2 separate regions of the Mus musculus genome follow, and region 2 is linked to region 1. Evidence: chromatin contacts called from public promoter capture Hi-C data. All regions are on one chromosome and are shown on one strand. The core of a region is the stretch at or near the end of the contact, and the rest is flanking DNA. Distances in the headings are between cores, read along the strand shown.

Region 1 (5,955 bases), core at 1,422-3,921:
TCTTAGGGTTCTTTTGCTATGAAGAGACACCATGACCAAGGCAACTCTTATAAAGGAAAACATTTAATTGGGGCTGGCTTACAGTGTCAGAGGTTTAGTCCATTATCATCATGATGGGAAGCATGGCAGCATCCAGGCAGGCATGGTGCTGGAGGAGCCGAGAGTTCTACATACAGATCTACAGGCAGCAGGAAAAGACAGTGAGCCACTGAGCCTGACTTGACCATCTAAAATCTCAAAGCCCATCTCCAGTAACACACTTCCTCCAATAAAACCACACTTACTGCAAGGCCACACCTCCTAATAGTGCCACTCCCTGAGAGTCTTAAAGAGGCCATTTTCATTCAGACCACCACAAGATTTCAAGAACCACAGAGAGGCCTATATAAAACCTTATGTGCATAACAAGCTGGAAAACCTTTGAGAAGATTTAAACTCAAGAGATCTAATAATAACTACTACTGAAATCAGCTGACTTTAATTTCTAGGCTAACCATTATCATGTACAAAATAGGACCAAATGTGCCTTATATTAGGTATATTTATTTTATTTTATTGTCACAAGTAAAGGGAGAGAAGTCATACATTTTCACCTGACATTAAAATAACTGAGACACAGAAAGGCTAGTAGACTAGTCTTAGGTCACACAGCTTGCTAATGATAGGGTCAAGTTTAGAGCTGTGTCCTTTGAGTCGTGGTCCAGCACAAGTTTTCATCACACAGGCCTCTTTCACATTTCCTCGACTGTTAGGACTGTGCCACTTTTTAGGAAAGCATAAAATTAGGCATATTAATTTGAAGTAATGAAAACATCAGAATAAAAGAATTTAAAGTAGGAGTTTGTGCAGCAGGAAAGGAAATTATGAAAAAGTTGATGGGTGAGTTTGGAAGGTTCAGCAGTGCTGTGCCACATAGGTGGAAAAAGTCTCTCCCCACCAACTCTCGGGGATCTTCATCCATAACTGCTACCAGTAAAACTCCACCTGTGGGCAGCACCCAAGAAAATGAGTAGACAACCTTAGGCCACTCCTTTTTGTCTGCCCACACACTCCCAACTGCAGTCAGTGTTCTGCTGTGTTGGTAAAACTGCCCTTTCCAAAGGGTGTTGCTAAGTCTCTTTAGGCTTTGCTTCGAATGGAAAAGGCAAAGTAGCCCAGGTATGTTATGTTGTACCTAAAAATCTGGAAATGTGGGAAGAGCACAGGACGTCTCTGAAGGCACGTGCTGTTTTTCTTTCAATTCAAAGAGCAGAAGCCCAACAGTTTCATAAAGCAAAGAGGCGCTACATAGCCAAATGAAGGCATGAAACTTTCCACTAATAATCAGACCAAGAAGAACTTTTACCTTTTTTTTTTCTAGTTGAGCTTTACACATTAACAAAAATTAATGTTTTGTGGTAACAGTTAAAAGCAAGCAGTAGTTCCTATATCCACATTAGGAAATACTGATTTCATATACTGAGCCATGAATTTAAGCTCACTGTCATAGAAAGACAATCTAGCACAATGTAATATATAGATTCCTGCACCAAAGTGGTAGTAGTGGTGAAACTGAGTCAGGGTTTTGTGATGGGGAGGGGTTGTGAAAGACACTGGTCAGTGGCTCTAATTTTTTTCCCTTCGTTGTTTTTTTTTGTTTGTTTGTTTTTTGGTTTTTTTGTTGTTGTTTTTTTTTTGTTTTTTTTTTTTTTTTTTTTTTGAGACAGGGTTTCTCTGTGTAGCCCTGGCTGTCCTGGAACTCACTTTGTAGACCAGGCTGGCCTCGAACTCAGAAATCTGCCTGCCTCTGCCTCGTGAGTGCTGGGATTAAAGGTGTGTGCCACCACGTCCGGCTCAGTGGCTCTAATTTGAGCCTTTCCAATGGATGTGTATGTTTGGGCAATTAAATATTTGTTACTAATCCCGACAACTGTCTCGGGGCAAGTGGATCTAGGTTCATGGAAACCAAGTGTTAATGACCTTCGTTTGTAATGGATTCCTTCAAAGGTCTTAGTGGTGAGAGAGGCATGAAACAGTGATCTAAGGATGCTGTTATTGGCCCAGTTGGTAAAGAGGGGTCTAGGACCAGGAACCACAGCCAGTGACGTAACAATACTGTTTTGTAACAATCCTGTCCAAAGGTATTCACCCGGAGTGAAGGTGGGCAGTCAGTGAGTAGAGCTTCCGAGGACAGGTTAATTGCTAATATACTGAATCCTGTCGCGTGTAATGTTTGTGTGTGTAGGGGGAGGTGGGGGTGGGACCAGTAGCTTCCACTTAATTCTGTAATTAATTGTTGGAAGCGTAGGACCACATGGAACAACTTAAAGCTGAGGAGTCAGCAGATCTGAGGAGGGCCTTCCGGAAGAGGGGCCTCGGGTTGGGGAGGTCTAGAGCCCCTAAAAATAGCTCAGGCGTGGGCTCCCAATGGCCTTCAAGTCTCGGAGCACTTCTCAAGACTTGATCCGGGGCGGGACCTGCAGGAACGGAGCTGGCTGGTACCAGCCCGAGACCCAGGAGGTTTGTGTGCGTGTTACCGGGGCTTTAAGGAAGCTTAGGCGGCGGCGGCAGCCAATCAGCAGCGCGCGCGTGCAGCCGCGTACCCCTTAGCGCCCCTCACATCCCACGCGCGCCGCGTACGTGCGGCGGCAGATCCCGCCTTTTTCAGGCGGGGCTTGGGAAGCCGCGGGCAGCCGGCCACGGCCGCCCAACTGCTGCCCGGTACTTGTGTAGGTGTCGCGGCAGGCGAGCAGCTGCTGGCGCCAAGGCCGAGCCCCAGGTAGAGGTAAAGCCCCGCCGGCGCCGCCTCCTCCTCGCGGCTAGGCGGCGGTGACCGCCTCGGCTCCGGTCCCGGACGGCTCGGCGGATCTGCACACTGCTCTAGTGAGGATGCGGCTCTTCTACCGGCTGCTCAAGCAGCCGGTCCCCAAGCAGATCGAGCGCTACTCCCGCTTCTCCCCGTCGCCACTGTCTATCAAACAGTTCCTGGACTTCGGTAAGTCTGACTCCTTGGAGCCACCTCCAAGGCCCCACGGGAGTGAGGGAGACGCCATCCTTGTCCTGCCCGTAGTTGGGGCTCTTACTTAAGCTTCTGGGCAAATTCCGTGAGAAGCTCCGGGAGGGGTGATGGGGATGCATGCCTGAGGGCCCTCCTGGGGCATAGGTTTCGGGTTTCGGGAAGTGGAGGGGCAGGGCCTGACACCCTCACGCCCAGCTTCGTCCAAGGACCCTCATTCCACTCAGAACTCTCCAGCTATTCATTACGAGCTTCAAATCTACTTGACTCAAACCGCACTCTCCTGAAAACTTCAGAAAGAGAACTCGTAAACGTTTTTATTTTTAGGCGTTTTTAATGGTTGTGTAAGATGTGTTTAGAAACACCTTGAGGTTGAGTAAATCACGTAGTGGCGTTTTGTTCAAAATTTTCTGCTGAAAGGTGTTGGGTAGCCTTGAGTGGCAGGACCTGAACGCCATCATTATGATTCTGACTTCAAAGCAGTCAGAGTCTTGGGTAAGAGCTGACCTGTGGGCTCCTGGCTACAAAGCAGGGGTTCTAGGACAACTCCAGCCTAAGTGTGAGCACCTTTCCTTACACCCTTTTGGCAGCTGGGCTAGTACTTCATTTTACATGGATTGGGATGGGAATGGAGAGGACCCCCAATAAAGTCTGAGGCCTACTTAGATGGGAATAGGTTCTGCCACCTTCCATGAACTGATCAATTATGTTTCCCCCAGAGAATGTCATTCTAACTCCAGCAGGCCGAATGCGGTTATGAAACACCTGAAATAAAACAAATATGGAACTCAGCATCCCCCCAAGGAAACTCAAGATGACTTAGGCTCTCAAAGCCTAGATCTGTTGAATTCATATGATTTAAATGTCATGGGATGGTATCAGTTGGATATAAAAATGCAAAATAGGTACAACCTTCTGGGAGGACCAGATATGCAAAATATGGTGTTGTCTATATTTGGGGGAGCAACACAGGGGATGGAAAGAGGTACAGGTTAGAGGTTGAAGCTGATGCCAAATTAAGTTTTAGAAGCTAAGTTACCAAAGATAGATGATGAAAATCTAAGGTGAGGGTGAAGTTGGCCTTTGCATCTTAAGTTTCATTTTCAAAAGCTTTTCAGTAGTTGGACTCTACTCCCTCTGGCTATGTGTAGAATTTATGTATTTATTCTTAAACATTTTATCTATGCACGAACTTGTTTGTGTGGCCACACGTATCATGGTGTATCTGTAGGATCAGAGGGGAACTTGGGGGAGTTGGTTCTCTCCTCCTGGCATGTGGGTCCCAGAGATGAGACAGGTCCTGACTTCACAGCTTAGAATGAAAACGTTGCTATTGCTATCAATAGGCATGTTTTCCTAACTTAGGGTTAGAGATGATTGTGAACACAGGAACCTTTTGTTAGGGTAAACAGACAGATTCACTCTTAATTGAAAGAACAAACGAAATGGCTCACTCCCACCTGCAAAGTTTGTGAAAGTTTGAATAGTAAACCTGAAATTTCAGTTACTTTATTTCTATGGCAGTATCTCCCATGTTTATAGGCAAGGATGTTATTTGAATAGGGAAACTGCTGTAAGGATATTGTTATGGTGGGTAATCTTATGTGGTGAGTATCTAGAAACAAATGTTTACTCTTTTAAAGCGTTGAGGTCAGGGCTTGGGGCTTGGGGCATGGAGTCGCGGGCACCCCGAGTCCTTCCAAAGCATCATCAGGGCTAGAAGCCATTAAGTAGGTGTACTTCTGGTTAGTCTGCTGCCTCCCTTTGTTCTGTATGGAATACTTGTTTAAGCCCTTTAAAAAGAATAATTTCTTGAATCATCTTTACTGGAAATGAGGTCTGCAAGAATACCAAGTATTCTAAATGGAATATCAATTTACAAAGATAGTATTGTAGCACCATTCCCAAGGGCAAGATTAAAAAAAAAAAACAGCAACAACATAAAAATTTATATTTTCTCTTTTGGCTCAAGATTACAGTTACATGATTCCAAATTCAAAAGATGTAAAAGGACCTATGCAGAAAATGTCTATGTCCTACTTCTGTTGGCTACTCTTTTTGCATAAGTTGCACCATATAGTTTTATTTCTATCTTGCTTTTTAAGCTTAATATGAAAGAACTTACTGTGTATGTACTTGTAAACTTCCTTTCCCTTTTTCTGACGGCTGAGGGTTCATATGGGTGTAGTGTAATTAGATACCTCACAAGTGACAGCTAGTGGGATATTTGAAGACTTTGCACAGTACTGCAGTGAAGTATTGTGTACATTGTAATTTCACATATGTCTGGGTATAGATAGGAATTCCTGACGGTGACCCTTTTTTTGTTTCTTGTTTGTTTGTTTGTTTGTTTTTTGTTTTTCCAAACAGGGTTTCTCTGTATAGCCCTGGCTGTCCTGGAACTCACTTTGTAGAACAGGCTGGCCTCCAACTCAGAAATCCGCCTGCCTCTGCCTCCCAAGTGCTGGGATTAAAGGCATGCGCTACCACCGCCTGGCTGATGGTGACCTTTTACATCAAGGAAGATACGCATTTGTAATTTTGATAATTGTTAACAAATTCCTTTCCATCAGAGGAATCTATTCACCCACCTATGGGGAGTTTCTGAGATAGAGTGCCTGCTTTTCTGTACTCTTGCTACATGGTTATCTGGTTATCCCATTTTAATGGGTGAAGTCATGTTTACATAGAAAGGTTTTTTTTTCCTCAAGTAAACTTTATCTTGGCTTTTTATTTTGGAAAATTGTATAGCAGTAGAAGAGATAGTTTGATAAACTCTTGGGTCGTTATACTGAGACCCTTGCGTTATTTGTAGATGTTTGCATATGCAGGCTGTTAGGTTTTATTTGGCTTTCTTTTTTTCAAAAGTTAGGCTTGTTTCAGAAAGATAATTTTTTTCTCCATTAATACTGATTTATTCTTTTGCATTAACTGCTCTTTAAAGATTTGGTCTAACACTC
Region 2 (5,955 bases), core at 2,194-4,693, 530 kb before region 1:
TCAAAAAACCAGGGTACATTCACTAAGGATCTTACTAAATAAATTCTTAAACATTCAAAGTGTGATGACCAGCAGCATCAATGACATGGAGATGCTAAAAAAAATTTTTTAAAAAAGAAAGAAAAAAAGAAAAGAAAGAGAGAAAAAGAAAAAGAAAAAGAAAAAGAAAAAGAAAAAGAAAAAGAAAAAGGAAAAGAAAAAGGAAAATCTGAGGTCCTATCCCAGTCTAGATTTTAAGAAGAGTCATATGCACATTCAAGTTTAATGGGCTGTGGCTCTCAACTGCTAATACCTGGTATCATTCTTCCTATTCTCAAATAAAATTTGTCATTCACTGACACATTATTTGAGTTATATATAATATATATCTATTTTTATATATAATAGTGGAAGGCACTGTGTACACTACCAGAGGAGAAAGATAAATACCACTACCAGAGGAGAAAGATAAATACCAACCTGGCTACAAACCCTGTGATCTATAATGGTGACATGCCTGCAAGACAAGCTGGTGCAATAGCAGCACAAAAGTTGTGGGAGTCACCAACCAATATTTAATTAGAACTAAGGCCCATACCGTGAGGTGGAACCCATACCTGACACTGCCCAGCTGCCCAAAAACCTGAGACTTGATAGCCCCATGGATCTAGCAGAAATCCAAATACTACTGTTCTGCTAAAGAATGTAGCAATAAAATGACTCCCAATGACATTCTGCTATACTCATAGATCAGTGTCTTGCTCAACCATCATCAAAGAAGCTTCGCCCTACAGCAGATGGATGGGAACACATATAGACACCCACAACTGGACAATATGCAGAAAGTGACAGATCTTGGACCAGTCAGTCCTAAATGGGATGTCTCCATGAAAACCCTCCCCTCAGGGCTCGGAGAACCCTGTAGAAGAGGAGGAGGAAAGTCTGTAAGGACCAACAGGAATGGGGACCTCAGGGAAACAGGGCCTTCTAAGCAAAGCATGATAGACACACATGTGAACTCACAGAGACTATGGCATCATGCATAGGCCTGCAAGGGTCTGCACCAGATAGGGGCCCGGTGTTGGCAGAAGTGGACCCAAGTTCCATTCCCAGCACCCACATGGTATCTAACAAACATTTGTAACTCTAGGTCCAGGGGATCATATTCCATCTTCTGGCCTCTGTAGGTACCAGGCAAGTATGTAGTACACAGACATATATGCAGGCAAAACACTAATACACATAAAAAATAAAACAGATGTTCAACACAACTAAAGACACAAAGAACCCCTGGAATTTCCAAAACATCCTCAAAGTGGGTAGTACCAGTCAGTGAGAACCATTGTTTTACAATCGCATTTTTTATCTGAGTCATAAAGCTATGCTAATCTTTCATGTCCATCAATAAATTAAATGTATCAGGATCATGAAAGATTTTCAAAGAGCCAAAGTCAGTGCACACTTGCACAAACTTATCTGAACATACCCGACATGGGCATTGTTGGCTGCAGATCCAGTTTCCATTACACCTTTTCATGAAGCCATTCCTTTTCCCTGTGCTTACGCAGTGGTCCTGTTAGCCTAAGCTAACCAGAGACTAGCATTCCCTGGCAACTGCAATGAGGCTAGTGACAGACACCTGACCCATACTGGTCCAATCAGACCTGAAGAAAAAACATACTCCAAGCTTGGGAGTTTTATCCTCTCCTCTTCCCCTAGTGAATAAGAAAGTACTGTTATGTCAGTCATCTTGAAACCATAAGGAAGACCAACAATGCCATAGTAAATGCCATAGTAAACCCTGATGGCATTGCTGAGCCAACAAATCTATGAGTTCAGTGTCCATCCTTCCTCTGCATTTAGTGACATAATTCCCCTCAGTATTTAACAGTTAGACTTTATTACCCTAATTTCACAATGGGGGGGGGGGGGAACAGGCAGTTAAGTGGAGTTAAGTGACATGTCCATTATCATATAGCTAGTAACTGACAATACCACAGCACTGGAAGGCAGAAGCCATGGTCTCATTTTGCAGCCCTTACTATTGTGCCTCAAACACCCACCGCAGCTGCAAGAAACTTTGAAATGAGGAGCACAAGTCTGAAATTTCATTAGCACCATTCTGTAAATATTGTGTTTCTTGAGACTTGATTTTGTAGATTTCTGGCTGCCTGTGGCTATTTTTTAAGACAGAAACTTTATGTAACACTGGTTGTCCTGGAAATCGCTACGTAAACCAGGCTATCCTCGAACTCATCTTCATGAATTTATCCACTGCCTCTGCCTCCTGAGTGCTGGGATTAAAGGTGTGCACAGCCTGTGGGGTTTTTTTAATGACAAAATATATTTGCCGTTTAAGAAAGAATAATTTATGCTAAAATACAGGTTTTTGAAAGTCTTCACTGTAAATGTCCATCTTATGGAGGACAGTTCGAAAAAACTGTAAGAGGGGAGAAGAGTCGACTTCATACTAATGCTCACTGGGCAGTAAAGCTCCAGCTACATACACACACACACACACACACACACACACACACACACAGAGAGAGAGAGGGGGGGAGGGGGAGGGAGGGGGAGGGAGGGGAAGGGAGGGAGAGAGGGGGGGATGAGGGGGAGAGAGAGAGAGACCCCCCCGCCCCGCCCCAAGCCAGCATCCCCGACATCCTCCGAAGCTGACCCTCCCCCACCCACGGGCCAGGTTCTGAAACTTGATCCTGCCAAGCAACCAAAGCCACAAACCCTGCAGCGCCCAGACCTGGCTTCATCCTCCCCACAACCCCAAAAGGGCATTAGCCGAGGAGGTGGGCACGATAGAGGCGTTTTAACTTTTCAAAGTGTTTCATTCGCGAGAGAGCTCAAAGGGCCGATCCCACCAATCTAGGGTTTCACTCCACAACCTCACAGGTGCTGGTACCGAGTGCTGAATGAACCGCCGCCAAGCCAGAATTTAGCCCGGAGGTGAAAAAGGCCTCAGGAGGAACCGAGTCTGGTCCCCAAAAAGACGCCCGGGAGCGTGGGGAGGGCTCCTGGAGGCTGAGAGGGGACAATGACAGCTGTGACCCGGCTCCACATTCTCACCTTGAACATGTCGCTGGCAGCCGCGGCTCCGGCAGGGTCACCCCTCCCTTGGCCCCTCCCACTATAAAAAAGGCAACTACGGTGGCCGGGTTAGATCCTGATTCCCTTGACCACGAGCGAGCACGAGATGATGCTGTGACGCCAGCTTAACCCGCCAAAAGCTCGGCCTGCGCCGCTAGGTGGCGTGTCGCGTTGCTTAGCAACCGAGAGGCGCGCGCGGGAACCTAACAAATTCAAACCCCGCCTCCTAGACAGTCCTGCCTCCTTGCAGGCTGTTGCTAGGCGGCAAAAGGCTGCAGGTCCGTGTGGGCGGCCGCACGCTGTGGTGAGAAGAAGGCGGTTCTCTGGCTCCCTGCCGCGCCGGGGACTGGCTTTCGCCTCCACTGCCAGGCTCCGGCTGCGAGGGTTGAGAATCCTGCACGCTGAGGCAGCCAGGCGGTGGCGCCCGACGGACGAGGGTAAACTGCACCAGTCTCTTAGGGAGAAGCAGCGGATCGACCCGACCTTGGGGCATCGATTTACCTCATAAAAGGTTTTTCCCTTAAAGAATTTACCTTGCGCTGAACGGTCCTTAAGTTTTACGTTTAAACTAAATGTAACATGTCGCTTACTTGTGAAAAAATGACCGGTACCGGTGTTTTTCTTTTTAAAGTACTAAAGTGTAAATCTGACAATCAAATATTGGTCCCATTTAATACTTGTAGACGTAAAATGGCAGTATTTGGCTATTTGCGAGAAAAACTGGCGTTGTCGCTGGTTTAATAATTTCATTTTTTCCACCCAAGTCTATGGGCACAATTGTCACGGCCGAGCGTCCAAGGCTGTGAAAAATCTAAGGCTAGGATTCAACTCCAGGTAGGCTGCCTCTTGAAATCTCAGCGCTAGCCTCAGGGAACACTAGCGGGTCCGATAAAGACGGCGTATTTCATATTTCGTTTCTGTCCTAATTCGACAGAAAATGGAAGAAGCCCTGTGGGCGGGCGTCCTGGAGATGCGGAGATTTTTTCAGTGTAAGGTCACTTGTCCTTTTACCCAGAGACTGATTGGGACACACCTGTCCTTAAGGAAATTAGGGGGGTTTTTATTCGCTGAGGGAGAGAGAGAGAGAGAGAGAGAGAGAGAGAGAGAGAGAGAGAGAGAGAGAGAGAGAGAGAGAGAGAGAGAGAGAAGGAAAAGGCGCGCCGCGCGTCTGGGACAAGCTGGAGCGCTTCGGTAAGAAGTTAGGTTTGTCGTAGTATGTAGTATCGGAGCTTTAGTTCAGTGATTTGTGGTCAAAGTTTTTTGGTTTTTTTTTTTTTTTTTAAAGCGGGACTTTGCGGTGTTCGAAAGTTTCAGGGAGGAGAAAGCCCTAGAGCTCAGCCTACTGCCGGACCAACTTCCAAATGTTACGAGCGGCTTTTTTTTCCCCCTTCTCAACAGAATTGTGTGTTCCGAGCCATCTCCATCTCCAGACCCTGAGGAGAAATACTGAATAGACTCGGAAGGCTCTGTCTGCATCAGTAAGGTAACATCTTAGAAGTGGGAAGCATGGTGATGATAAGTTACAGCCAAAGCGCTTGCTTAATGCCAGGAGTTGCGGGGGTATGTGAACTAGGAAAAGAAGGAAATGACAATTTCACCTTCACTAAACTCTAACTGAACTTTAGCATTTAAGTACGGTGTAGGCAACAAACCTTAGTATTAGCAGTACTTGCGAGTGTCGCCAATAGAAAGCAGGTATTTTCAAACCATTTACAGTCACAGCAGCTAACTAAAAATATCACTTATGCTCATTACTACAAAAGTACAATCGTTATTAAATTTTTATTTTATGCATAAAGAAGACACGTGTTACTGAAATTTCCTTTTAAAAGGTATTTTGAAGATATGAGTAAGAATTTGGGGAGCTTCATCCAGACGGGAATGTAATACTTAAAAGAGTAAAAACTTTTTGGTAGAATCAGTAATCTCTTACGTACTGATCAAAACACCAAAGGGGGACGGAACCACGGAGAGGTTAAGCAATTTGATTAGTCTCACAAGTGTTCAGTAAAAAATGGACCAAAAAAAAATCTTTAGAAAATGTGTAAAATTCTCCACTCAGAAAAATATCCCCTGCCAGTAAGGAGTTTGTGAGGAAAATGACCAATCCTGAATTATTGCTCCAAAAAGCTAACTTCAAGAGCCAGGTGTGGTGGTGATCATCTGTAATCCCAGTGTACATGGGGTGTTGGGGCAGGAGGTTTAGCTTCAAGCTACTGTCTGCTACAGATTGAATTTGAGACCAGCCTAAGCTACGTGGGACCCTGTGTCCCAAAAAGACAAGTTAACTTCAGTGCTACAGTGACTAGAAGGAGAAAGATGGGCAAAAGGGAGACGGATTAGGAGGTTATGGAGAGGTCCAGTCTTTCTGACATAGCATGTGGTATTTCAGTATGGAAAGGGTACAAACTGGACACAACACTAAAAGCACACTGCTTTCTTCTTAAAGGGATTCAAAACTTTACACAACAATCATAGGACATTTGAGTCTAGTCCAAATATAAGAACGTGAGGATTATAACCTTAAAAGCTTAATGTTATGTGTGTTCAGATTATTTCTTTGTAGGGAAAATGGAAAAGTCCTCAAATACAACAGGTTCTGGTGGTCCAAAATCAGATAGTCAGCTCCCAGAAAAGCTCCGCAGGACATTCTCTGCTCGTGCTGCAAAGATAAAGGCAAGAAAAGCGTAAGAAGCCATCCTTTTGCCTTCTGTTGTAATTCCACAACTAGACAAATAACGAACTTACCCACCTTCTTTGTTTATTTGTTTGTTTTGGTTTTTTTGTGTTGTTTGTGTGTTTGTTTTCTTAATGTGTAAATTAAAATTGAGGGGTTTTTTCTTTTTTTCTTATTTATTTACTTCCCAAACGCTACCT

The links. Promoter capture Hi-C pulls out the DNA fragments that hold promoters and counts their contacts.
Region 2: a promoter capture Hi-C map of erythroid cells shows a contact between it and region 1, with 2.3 times the contacts expected there. The contact joins the promoter of Fam90a1b here to the promoter of Pdk3 in region 1.

What each region holds. Positions count from the first base shown.
Region 1 is chrX:93,828,866-93,834,820 of GRCm38.p6, reverse strand. It overlaps Pdk3 (pyruvate dehydrogenase kinase, isoenzyme 3), which reads left to right and starts at 2,671. Exons shown (of 12, transcript NM_145630.3): 1 at 2,671-2,974. The coding sequence starts at 2,869.
Region 2 is chrX:94,364,265-94,370,219 of GRCm38.p6, reverse strand. It overlaps Fam90a1b (family with sequence similarity 90, member A1B), which reads left to right and starts at 3,443. Exons shown (of 10, transcript NM_001362881.1): 1 at 3,443-3,589; 2 at 4,477-4,561; 3 at 5,630-5,765. The coding sequence starts at 5,650. It overlaps Apoo (apolipoprotein O), which reads right to left and starts at 3,110. Exons shown (of 9, transcript NM_026673.4): 1 at 3,058-3,110. The coding sequence starts at 3,066.